Regions from separate parts of the Zea mays genome. Here regions 1 and 2 are each linked to region 3. Evidence: chromatin contacts called from public Hi-C data. All regions are on one chromosome and are shown on one strand. Each heading gives the region's core, a stretch centred on a gene start, on an enhancer-like site or on the middle of the called end of the contact. The rest is flanking DNA. Distances are from core to core; before and after follow the strand shown. Region 1 has its middle 15 kb from the start of LOC100280194. Region 2 has its middle 22 kb from the start of LOC100381613. Region 3 holds the start of LOC100283897.

Region 1 (4,198 bases), core at 1,613-4,112, 250 kb after region 3:
TACCAAAAGTATAGAATTCAAGGAATTTATTTCAAAACCCATAACAACGACATGACAGAGGACATTACAATTATTGAATTGAAATAACAACTACGTAGTTATGAAACAACAAGTTTACATGCTTCCACGTCGAGCCCACAAATGCTCGACAAGATCATTTTGTAGTGAGCACGATCTGTCTTGCCGATGAAGATCGAAGTGATTGATGACCCATTCGGCTCGTCCTTCTTGAATTAGTTGAGAAGGATCAATGCCTGAAGTGTTGTCTCTGAAATCAATATTTGCAGCAAACGGACCTTCGTCTTCGACAATCATGTTGTGCATGATGATGCATGCTGTGATTATCTCAATTAAACGATTACGATCCCAACCGTATGCAGGACCACGCAGCATCGCCCACCGGGCTTGAAGAACTCCAAAAGCACGCTCAATATCCTTTCGGCAACTTTCCTGCATTTGTGTGAAATAGACTTTATTTTCCTCATATGGGTGTCTGATTGCTTTTACAAAAGTTGGCCAGTTGGGGTAAATACCATCAGCAAAGGTAATATCCGAAGTTGTAAGCATGACCATTTATTGTGTAATTGACTGGTGGCATTCGACCGGTTGTCATGGGGTCAAATACTGGTGATCGGTGAAGCACGTTTACGTCATTGTTTGTCCCAGGCATACCGAAAAATGCATGCCAAATCCATAGATCATACGTTGCTACCGCTTCGAGTATAATCGACGCTCTACCATTTCTACCACAAAACTGACCACACCATGTCGTAGGACAGTTCCTCCACTCCCAATGCATGCAATCTATGGAACCCAACATTCCAGGAAAACCCCTAGCCTCGCTATTGTGCATGATGCGTGCTATGTCAGCTTCATGAGGAGTTCGTAGATACCACCCACTAAAATATGCAATGATTGCACGACAAAAATGATGAAGGCATTCCCTAGCGGTAGACTCACCAATTTGAATGTACTCGTCTACCGCATCAGTAGGTAACCCATAAGCAAGTATATGCATTGCCGCACATACTTTTTGTAGGGGCCCGAGTCCTGACATGCCTGTTGCGTCCACCCGTTGAGTAAAGTAACTATCCTGCTGTTGCAGTCCTTCCATAATGCGGATGAACAACGACCTACTCATGCCGAACCTATAAAATTTAATAGGTTCGTTGTGAATAGTATGATAATCTCATAACGTAATACAATAAATTGAAGTGCGTACCTTCTACGAAACACATGGGGTGGATATACTGGGTTCGGGCCGAAGTAGTGATGATGGATGAGGTTTTCTCCAGCAAAATGATCCCTGTGAATCACGCGGCGAGGTATACCGGAACGTCGTCGGTGATGGCGTCTAGCCTCAATGTTGAGGGTAAGCAGATTGACTAGAAAAAGTGTGTCGTCCTAACTATGACTCGAATCGGAATCATCTTCTCTATGCCAGTGAGACCAATGTGGCTTCAGGGCGAAGCTCGTGGCTTTTGTTGAAAGCCAATCGTGGCTTCCTGCGTACGACTGGTCAGTTTTTGCTTGCAACGTAAGCGTGGTTCAAATTTTTCGTCGCAATGTTCTGAATAATTATGACGAACCACAATTGTCAAGTTATGTATGCAATTTCGAATTAAATGTTAATTCAAATGTTTTATTCTATATTATGCATAATATCTAAAAAAATAATTATTTTTTCTAATGTTATAAGAGCATCTCCAAGAGCTCTCCATAAAACAACTCCTTAAAATCAGTTTTAAGGGACATCTAAATAATAAGTGGGGGTAGATTTTAATCCTTTCTCCAACAGATCCCTTAAAGCGTCAGTTTGTTTCTGGGGAGCCCAAAAAAACCCTCATTTGTAGCTACAAATGAGAGAGTTTTAAGGGCTATGAAAAAGTTGGGAGCGCTTTAGGGGAACTGTTGGAGACATGTTTTGTGTTTTCCCCAAAAAAATAGATTTAGGGAAGACATCTGGAGAGCTTTTGGAGATGCTCTAATATCCCAACATGCCAGACGTGTGAAAAGGAAAAAATAAAAAAGAAAATGAAGTTGGTTATGTTACTTATATGGAAATGTATATTTAATGAGTAGAGGATATATAGGGGAAAATTTAGGGGGAACGGTTGCGGAATTAGTGAATATAGGTGAGGGAATCTTGCTGAAGTGACTGCATAGTAACATTTATGGGGACAAATTTAGGGGAAACGGTTGCGGATAGCCTTTAGGATCCTTTTGGCAGGACTTTAGCTTTTAAAAAATTAGTTTTGGCTCTATCTTATCCATACGAGCAGCTTTTTTCGGAAGCTAAAGCCATTTTAAAAATCTTTTGGTAACACATTTACAAAATAAACCTTTGATATTTTTTAAATATATTGTAGTACTGTTGCTGCGCTAGCTGGTTTGCTCGTACGCAAATAAACATGCTGATACCGTACACGATATGAATCATTATTTTTTTAAAATATCTATACGCCGTTGCATACATAACGAACTTTGTAAAATCGTACGCAAATATAAACTAAATAGTACTATGAAGATTTCGGTTAAGTATCAAATAAATTTACAAATTAGTGTATAACAATGATTAATGCCATTCACATATGAACTAGAAATTGTAAAATATTCAGAAGAGAAGGTCTTCCGCCCGCTTTCAATGGAGGATTCACCTATGGTCGAGGAGGAAGCCGGCCCTGGTATTTGTAGTCTCAGGGAGGAAAGGTCGGTTGGTTTCGGAGATTGCACAGATGCGCGGATCCATACGCGCGTATCGCAGCAACCGCGGGGTGGAAGAAGAGTCTGGTTAGTGGGGCCCGCTCGCCAGTGATACGAAGGGAACTTGGACGCGCGGACTCCACAGAAGGGCGTCTGCAACACGGTCCAACATGGCGACTGGACAGGGCTTGGCACAGGCGCGTTTCGTGCGTGTGCATGGAGCAGGCGGAGACTGTAGTTGCTGGCCCGCATGTCGGCGCTGGCTTGTGCTGCCGGGCTAGCGCGGCGGGATGGGGTGAGTGGGCTGCGGGGTTTCAGCCCACGGTGCAAATAAGCCTTCTTTTTCTTTTTCCCTGGTTTCTTTTCTATTTTAATTTCCTATTTGAATGCAAATCTATGTTGAGGTTTAGAACTTAAATATGCACAAACAAAGATCCAACGTGAATGCATTAAATTTATTTTTCTTTTATTTATCATCCTATTTTATCAAATGCTTTCAAATATGGAATTCACATACACAAATTTAGTTATATTAAGAAAATATCATTTTAGATATTGTTGGGGCCTTCCTCTTCCGAAGGTTATCAAAAACACGACTAACCATTTGTTTCCACTACACCATTTTGTTGTGGAGTGTAGGGAGAAGAGAACTCATGCTTGATGCCCTCCTCCTCAAGGAAGCCTTCAATTTGAGAGTTCTTGAACTCCGTCCCGTTATCGCTTCTTATTTTCTTGATCCTCAGACCGAACTCATTTTGAGCCCGTCTCAAGAATCCCTTTAAGGTATCTTGGGTATGAGATTTTTCCTGCAAAAAGAACACCCAAGTGAAGCGAGAATAGTCATCCACAATAACTAGACAGTACTTACTCCCGCCGATGCTTATGTAAGCTATCGGCCCGAATAGGTCCATGTGTAGGAGCTCGAGTGGCCTGTCAGTCGTCATGATGTTCTTGTGTGGATGATGAACACCAACTTGCTTCCCTGCCTAACATGCGCTACAAACCCTGTCTGTCTCAAAATGAACATTTGTTAGTCCCAAAATGTGTTCTCCCTTTAGAAGTTTGTGAAGATTCTTCATTCCAACATGTGCTAGTCGGCGATGCCAGAGCCAGCCCATGTTAGTCTTAGCAATTAAGCAAGTGTCGAGTTCAGCTCTACCAAAATCTACTAAGTATAGCTGACCCTCTAACACTCCCTTAAATGCTACTGAATCATCACTTCTTCTAAAGACAGTAACACCTATATCCGTAAAAAGATAGTTGTAGCCCATTTTACATAATTGCGAAACGGAAAGCAAATTGTAATCTAAAGAGTCTACAAGAAAAACATTTGAAATGGAATGGTCAGGAGATATAGCAATTTTACCCAATCCTTTGACCAAACCTTGGTTTCCATCCGCGAATGTGATCGCTCTTTGGGGATCTTGGTTTTTCTCGTACGAGGAGAACATCTTCTTCTCCCCTGTCATATGGTTTGTGCACCCGCTATCGATGA
Region 2 (3,763 bases), core at 1,070-3,569, 210 kb before region 3:
GTGGTACTTGATCCTGTTAGTGGCCGTGTCGGACTAGATCCGAGGGATTGACGGGTTATTCCCATTTAAGTGTGGTCTAGCCTCTAAGGCGGGGCTTAGGCACTTAAGTTGGAATAATTCGGGCAGTTCCGCCACACTTATCATGAACATAAATAACATAACAGAATAATTGGAACATGGATGTAATAAAATATTATCCCAAAACCACATAATGCAATAGCATAACTACCCAAGTGAATCAGGGGTAAACAAGGTAAACATGATAAACATACTAGGGTGACCTATTGGGTCCCATCAAAATTAAACCTATGCATGAATAAGTGATAATAAAGAATATTATTGGGTAAATGAAAGTGATCAAGAGCACAACTTGCTTGGCACTTGAGATTCCAGTTACCAGGGTGATTCTTCGGATCCTCGTGACCGCACTGCTAGTCGTAGCAATACAAACAGACATGGTATAGACAAAATTAACATCACACCAAACATAAGAACATACTATGTAATAATGATCTACGCGTTGCTACGAGATCGTGGGAACGAGAACCACTAAAATCGGAGTTACTATTAAGGAGTTATTATTTTATAGAAGATCTATCTGATTAAAATATTAAACTATATTATAAATTATAAATTGGTTAGTATAAATCATATGAGAGGTTATTCCATAAATAATTATCTCAACTTCAATCCAAGTCAATATTTAATTAAAGATCATCTAGTTAAATTATAACCATATAAGGCCAGAAGTTAATCCAATTAACATAAGATAAATAAATATCTAATTATAAAAGTATGAGACATGGTATAATAAATGTTGTTATTGCATAGTAAATATTCGTACGAGACTAATGCAACTTGAATGGATCAAATCGGAATCATAGATTTTAAGTTATGAATTTCTAATGATTTTATGTGTTTTGTACAAGATTAAATAAGATACAAATTTTAATGTAGCTTTCATGTGAAAACAGTGGTACTATATGATAAACCATAATATTACAAAATTATAGAAACTGGAATGGACTAAAAAGGAGCTAAAATGAGTTTTCTATGCATAAAATAAGTTCTGGAATTCTTTTTACATTGGATATTCATTTTCTGAATTCATTTTTCCTATTTTCTCATAGCTCTGGACCGTGCGCGTAAAACTAGTGAAACTCAGGGGCTAAACCGAAACATTCTCAAGACTCATACTACAGCCGCACGGACGGCGGGTTCAATATAACAAAACCGAGGGGCTCTTTAGAAAGATCTCCAGGCTGAATGGGTATGGAGAGCTCTGGTCCATTGGATTTAGATCTGAGTGCCTAGATTAGATCGCATCCTTGCGACCCCGCGCGCAATCGAGAGCCCTCCGATGCAATACCAACGCTCCAGATTCAAAATCTTCAGATCGATTTCCGCCCGCTCGATTTCCATCCAACGACATAGATCTCATCTACTCTAACGGGTATGCCAGATCTAATCTACACCATCTGATCCGCGATCGACGTCGCACACGATTCTCCCCAATCCTTTCACCGTTGGGTGGCGGCGACGCCACCGGCCAGCAGCGAAACATCGCCGGTGATCAACAATTCGGCGCCCTAGGTCACTACTTCCAAGTACGAAAGCTTCTACGCGATACGAAGTTGATGGTGAGTACGCTAGAGGAGATCTTACCGGTTGCCAGGCAGTGGTATTGGCCAGCAGTGCCCCCCCCGGTGGCGGACGCAGCATCCGATGCGCCATTGGCGAAGCTAAGGCACATCACCCGTCCGAGACGACCACGAAGATCTTCCTCGGGACGACGAGCACCCATCGGAGAAGCACGCCGCGACCCAGCATAGGCCCACCGCGAGATCGAAGTTGGCAGCCCTCTCTCAGCCCGGCAATGGCGGCGGACAGGATTTTTTTCCTCACTGCGCTAATGGCGGCCAGGGGGTGCCATTACGGCACCGAGGGGACGCCGCAACCTATATATCTGGAGAGGGGGGGGTCTTCCAATAGTCACGGCCAGGCTGCATCGTGCGCATGCAAGAATCGCGGAGACTCCTAACAAATAGCTTGATTCTCTCACCCGCCACGTTCAGGCATGACAGCGCAGCCGCCATGGTCGAGCACGACTACGCAACCGCCATGTGGGGTCCATCGGTCGGCGCCTATTGACCGATTGGGTCGCCCCAGCTGTGGATGAAGTTCGTTTTGGTCCGGCGGGCGAGGCCGATTCTTCCTGCGCGAACTACAACATGTTTCATTGCGGCGAGGAAGGAGAAGATAGACCCGACAAGTGGGGTCCACACGCGGGTGAGAAGAGGGAGTGGGCTGCGCGCAGGAGGTAACTGACCGGCGGGTCCCACGGGCGGTGACACTACAGTCACGGCCGAGTAGGGGGGAGGGACAACGGGTGGTGGGCTGGCGCGTAGAGTTTGGTGATGGGCTGAGCAGGGAGCTTTGGGCCTAGGCTCTATTTTCTTTTTTTTTTCTTTACCATTTCCTGTTTTTCATTTTAAATTTGCAAGTTTCAAATTGAAATCAAAGTTGAGGTTTCAACTTAAAGTATGTGCAATCAAAAGTACTGCAGCATGAGTACAAAGTATACTTTATTTAATAATTAATTATCCCCTTTAAACAACCACTTTTTAAATATGTAATCTATCCATCCTTAAAATAGAAAATAGGTATTTTAGAAAATAATTGTTAGTGTATCATTTTCTTTAGAGGCCACTTATAAATATATAAGTTCAACAAAGGAATATCTAGAATATAGGTATACTTTTATTAAACATTCGTTAAAACCACATTTGTTTTGGAAGATGTAACTTCAAGAATAAGCAAAAAAATTTGTATGAGGTATTTTAATTCAAAACCTTTGGAGATCTTTTCCTCAGATTCAAGAATAAGATTTTGGGTGTTACAAATCCTACCCCCCTTAACAGAAATCTCGTCCTCGAGATTTGTAAGGAAAGGTGTATACTCATATTGTCTCAACACATATGCAAAACAAAAATCTCAGCATGATGCATACTTTATTAGCAACACGTGGGTCAATTAGACCTTATTATTCCTCCTAATAGTATCATACCAACCACTAACTAAAGTAACACTTAGATCTTACAAATAGTAGTATATATATTTATGTATATTGGTGGAGCTGGTGGTGGTGGAGGTAGTGGGCGTTGTTGTTGTTGTCTTTCCAACTGTGCTTGCCTTATTTCTTGACGTATCTCTAGCCGGTCCTGACGTATTTCCTCGCGTTCTTATTTTATATGATTTTGCAATTCGGTAACCATGTTTGCCATTTGTTGTATTTTCATCATTTGGGTGGCAACCACTTGATCGATTCCAACGGGGGGAGGATCTGGAGGATTCATTTCTGTTTGTTGTTGCCTAATAATCTTCCCTTCCTGGTATTGACCATCGAAGTTAAAAGCATATGAAAAAATAGTTTTGCAATGAACAGTATTGGGTAAGCAGAATGAATAGGCTAATAGTTGGTTATGCTCTGAGGATTCTTTAGCAGGACTTAATCTTTGTTTTATGTCCAGATTGGGGTAACCAGTCGTATAAGGTGAGTACCCAAAGATTGGATAGAATTTTGTCAAGATGAGATAGTCTACATGATGTAGTTTAAAAGTTTGTTTGCCGTTAGGTGGGGATAGATAGGTTATACCATTCATCATGACTCTATGGATTGGGTTAGCTCATGGTTGAGTTGATCTAATGTGAAAAGTTAAGTTAACACCTGGCTAGAAGGGTCCAAGTACCACTAATCTATTTA
Region 3 (3,838 bases), core at 1,272-3,771:
GAGGCCACAAAGGCCGGGTCTCTTTCAACCCTTCCCTCTCTCAAACGGTCCCTCGGACCGAGTGAGCTTCTCTTCTCAAATCACTTGGGAACCAAACTTCCCGCAAGGACCACCACACAATTGGTGTCTCTTGCCTCAATTACAAGTGAGTGTTTGATCACAAGAAAGAAAGCCAAAGAAAAGAAGCGATCCAAGCGCAAGAGCTCAAATGAACACTACAAATCACTCTCTCTAGTCACTAAGGCTTTGAATGGAGTTAGGAGAGGATTTGATCTCTTTTGGTGTGCTTTGCAATGAATGCTAGCTCTTGTAAAGTAGTTGGAAGCTGGAAAACTTGGATGCAATGAATGGTGGGGTGGTTGGGGTATTTATAGCCCCAACCACCAAACTTGACCGTTGGTGGAGCTGTCTGTTCGATGGCGCACCGGACAGTCCGGTGCACACCGGACATGTCCGGTGCCCCAGCCACGTCACCAGTTCCGTTGGATTTCGACCGTTGGAGCTTCTGACTTGTGGGCCTGCCTGGATGTCCGGTGCACACCGGACAAGTACTGTTTACTGTCCGGTGTGCCAGTATGGGCACGCCTGACTTCTGCGCGCGCTGTGCGCGCATTTAATGCGTCGCAGGAAGCCGTTGGCGCGGAGATAGCCGTTGCCCCGGAGTTGCACCGGACAGTCCGGTGCACACCGGACATGTCCGGTGAATTATAGCGGACTAGCCGTTGGAGATTCCCGAAGCTGGCGAGTTCCTGAGGCCGCTCTTCCTTGGCGCACCGGACACTGTCCGGTGTACACCGGACAGTCCGGTGTACACCGGACAGTCCGGTGAATTATAGCGCGAGTGCCTCTGGAAATTCCCGAAGGTGGCGAGTTCGAGTTGGAGTCCTCTGGTGCACCGGACAGTCCGGTGTGCCAGACCAGAGGTGCCTTCGGTTGGCCCTTTGCTCTTTTGTTGAACCCAACTCTTTTCTTTTTATTGGCTAAGTGTGAACCTTTTGCACCTGTATAACTTATACACTAGAACAAACTAGTTAGTCCAAGGATTTGTGTTGGGCAATTCAACCACCAAAATTATTTAGGAACTAGGTGTAAGCCTAATTCCCTTTCAAGGCCCCCTGAGCCTAGGCGTCAGACGGTGCCGCTCACGTCGTGACCACCTAAGGTCTAGCCACGATCGTTGCCGAGGTCGCCCTGAGCCACGACGAGGACTTCTTCTATGTCGAGGTGGTGGTGTGAGACCTCTAGACCTCCTTCCCTGCGTCCGCCAAGCGGAGTAGGGCGCCCTTCCGGTCCACGATGTAGGAGAAGGATCCAAAGTGGAAAACCTATCCTATGGTGAAGCTGATGATGGTATTGAAGATGACTATGCCTACTAGGAGATCTCTGATTTTCATAGGGGTGCCTCTTCTGCCTTATGTCGGCAGAACCCGAGTTATTCACACACTCCGCACGATTGTTACAACCCCCTCTCTATCCCCAAAATTGACTCCGACTTATCTCGAAGTCAGCGAGTCTTTGGGAAGGAAGTCACGTCCTCTGCATGCGCGGGGTCGGTTCACGCGTCTTCGAGCCCACATACCACTTTTTTGCCTGCTTTTGGTCGCGTGTTTGACTAGTTTGTCAGCCTGCACGCCTTGCACATTAAGGCCTTTATAACAGCCCACAGACCGTAAACGGGTCGTGGCAACCCGGGCGATATTTATCCTTCACACTCCCCTTCCCTGTCCTTTCTAGAATCATAACATTAGCACACACTATATAACACTATAGTATTGAAATGAGAACATCAGAACAAACATCAAAATCAGAAATCGCAACGTATACTATTGGCCTGTTTGGAAGCATCCAATTTTTAAGAAACTGGTTCATAGAAACTAGAGTGGTTCCAAACATACCAGTTTATGGTCGTGTTGGCACAACTTATTTTTAGCTTCTTCATAGATTTAAGCAGAAGTTGTACCAAACATGGAGCTTCTACAGTAGTTAGCTTCACATATAAGCTGCTTTTTCAACAAACAACAACTATACCAAACAGGGTCTATGTCTTAGTTTATAGAAACTAGATTCGAGTTTCTTAAAAATCAAGAATCTACTCTCCCGATCTCCCCTAGCTAAAACCAACTCTTGTTTGTTTAATTACATCATGCCCTTATTGATTTCATAGAATTTACATATATTGTCACCACTTTTTTAAATAGAGGAAGGGTATGCTAATAATTGTGTATAAAAAAACTAGAAACTAGTTTCTTAGAAATTAAGTTCCAAACACATTCACCCAACTCTTTTGATTAACCAGTTTCTAGAAACTCGAAATAGAAACTGGTTTTTAAAAAACCAGTGTGGTTTCAAACATACCAATACAAAAAAATATTTATTGATGGTAAATAAATTTGAGCCGAGGAATAAAAACCCACATTCATGGACCGCGAGGTCAGTGCCGTGCCAAATAGGGCCGCAAACTATCGGACTCATTGGAAGGCCCGCGACTGCGGCTGCGCCTGCGCCCGACCAAACGTAGGAGACCCATCTCCTCTCTTTTCTTTCCAAGAAAAGTCTTCTCTTCTCTGTCTCAGCGCCGACGCTTCCCAACTCCTTCCAATCGATTCTTCGTCTCGTCCTCGTGTAATCCCCAGCTTGCCCTCCTCGCTCTTCCCTCCCAAAACCCTACGCCTCCCTGACCAAGCTCCGGGGACGAATGGACGGAGGAGCCGGCTTCCCTGGCACGCCGGTCCCGCGCTCGCCGGAGGACGTTTTCCGGGACTACCGCGCGCGCCAGGCCGGCCTAATCAGGGCGCTCACCACCGGTAATGCCCGCATCTCCTTCGCTTGCGTTACTTTCTCCCTCCGGCTCAGAGTTCTGTATTGACTAGTTTCCCGCTGTCGCTTCAGATGTTGAGAAGTTCTACGTGATGTGCGACCCAGGTGAGCCTGCTCCCTCGATCCGGCTGGGTTTCCTAGGGTTTTGATTTTGGGGGTGCGGGTTCAGATGCTACTAGACGGATTTGGACCGTGTTTGCTTTGCAGTTAGGGATAGCTCTCTACCTCTCTCCACAAAGCCGATCTGGGGGGCACTTAGTCCGCTGATTTTCCGGTGTTTTTTCACTTAATTTATTACGTACCTCCGCCCATTCATTGGTTCTGGTGCGCCCTGGGAGGCTATTTCGCGGCGGAATTTCTGCTCCGATCTTGCTGGTGACAACCGCTGAGCGCTGAGCTTTGCTTTCGGTTTCGCGACGTTCTAGTTACTCCTTGTGCTATTCATCTGGGGGTGGGAAAGCGGAAAGGTGGGTGGGTGAGGGAATCCTTATCTTCTGAGCTGGTCGACCGCACGGCCGGCCAGTCATCTCCAAAAGTCGTGCGGCTGTCGATTTACTGTTATGCTCCCGGACAACGACATCTGCTGCAACTGTACCGAGGGGCATTTTCGGAATATTTTGTCAGTGAGTCACTGATGTCAGGTAGTGGGAGTGTCAGGACTCAGGATAGCATTTCTTTTTCCTGGAAGTCAACATTGGTTTCGTTTCTGGATACCGAAATTACTCTGTTTTGGCAATGGAACTATGGAAGTATTGCAAACACTTCGTCACTGCACCTTATTTCCCACTTTGTCAATGCCCACTTAAGTTGATGGTGACAGGAGTTGGCAAAGAAATGCATGTACCCCGTCGCTTATTGGACCAGAAAGCTTTGTCTAGATACGTGGCTAGAATAGAATCTGATTTATTTTGGGATGGAGGGAGTATGTTGGTTATTAAGGTCACATTTATGATTTTGGTTCCCACAGATGCATGGGATCAAAATCTGTTCCACATTAAATTGCAACATTATTAAATGCTTA

The links. A called contact is a pair of places that touch in the nucleus more often than the background predicts.
Region 1: a Hi-C map of endosperm shows a contact between it and region 3, with 3 times the contacts expected there. The contact joins the enhancer-like site here to the promoter of LOC100283897 in region 3. A contact is called at or near these places in 4 of 25 Hi-C or Micro-C datasets (ear, endosperm and leaf).
Region 2: a Hi-C map of leaf shows a contact between it and region 3, with 5 times the contacts expected there. The contact joins the enhancer-like site here to the promoter of LOC100283897 in region 3. A contact is called at or near these places in 2 of 25 Hi-C or Micro-C datasets (ear and leaf).

Annotation. Positions count from the first base shown.
Region 1 is chr10:31,511,040-31,515,237 of Zm-B73-REFERENCE-NAM-5.0, reverse strand. No RefSeq gene overlaps it. Among protein-coding and RNA genes, the nearest start is that of LOC100280194, 15 kb to the right of the region's middle. Within about 2 kb of position 2,862, at least 18 of the 20 cell types and tissues checked have an H3K27ac peak or open chromatin away from gene starts, as enhancers often do. A contact at or near this core is called in ear, endosperm and leaf, where this site is marked.
Region 2 is chr10:31,974,012-31,977,774 of Zm-B73-REFERENCE-NAM-5.0, reverse strand. No RefSeq gene overlaps it. Among protein-coding and RNA genes, the nearest start is that of LOC100381613, 22 kb to the left of the region's middle. Within about 2 kb of position 2,319, at least 16 of the 20 cell types and tissues checked have an H3K27ac peak or open chromatin away from gene starts, as enhancers often do. A contact at or near this core is called in ear and leaf, where this site is marked.
Region 3 is chr10:31,763,480-31,767,317 of Zm-B73-REFERENCE-NAM-5.0, reverse strand. It overlaps LOC100283897, which reads left to right and starts at 2,521. Exons shown (of 5, transcript NM_001370562.1): 1 at 2,521-2,804; 2 at 2,890-2,922. The coding sequence starts at 2,696.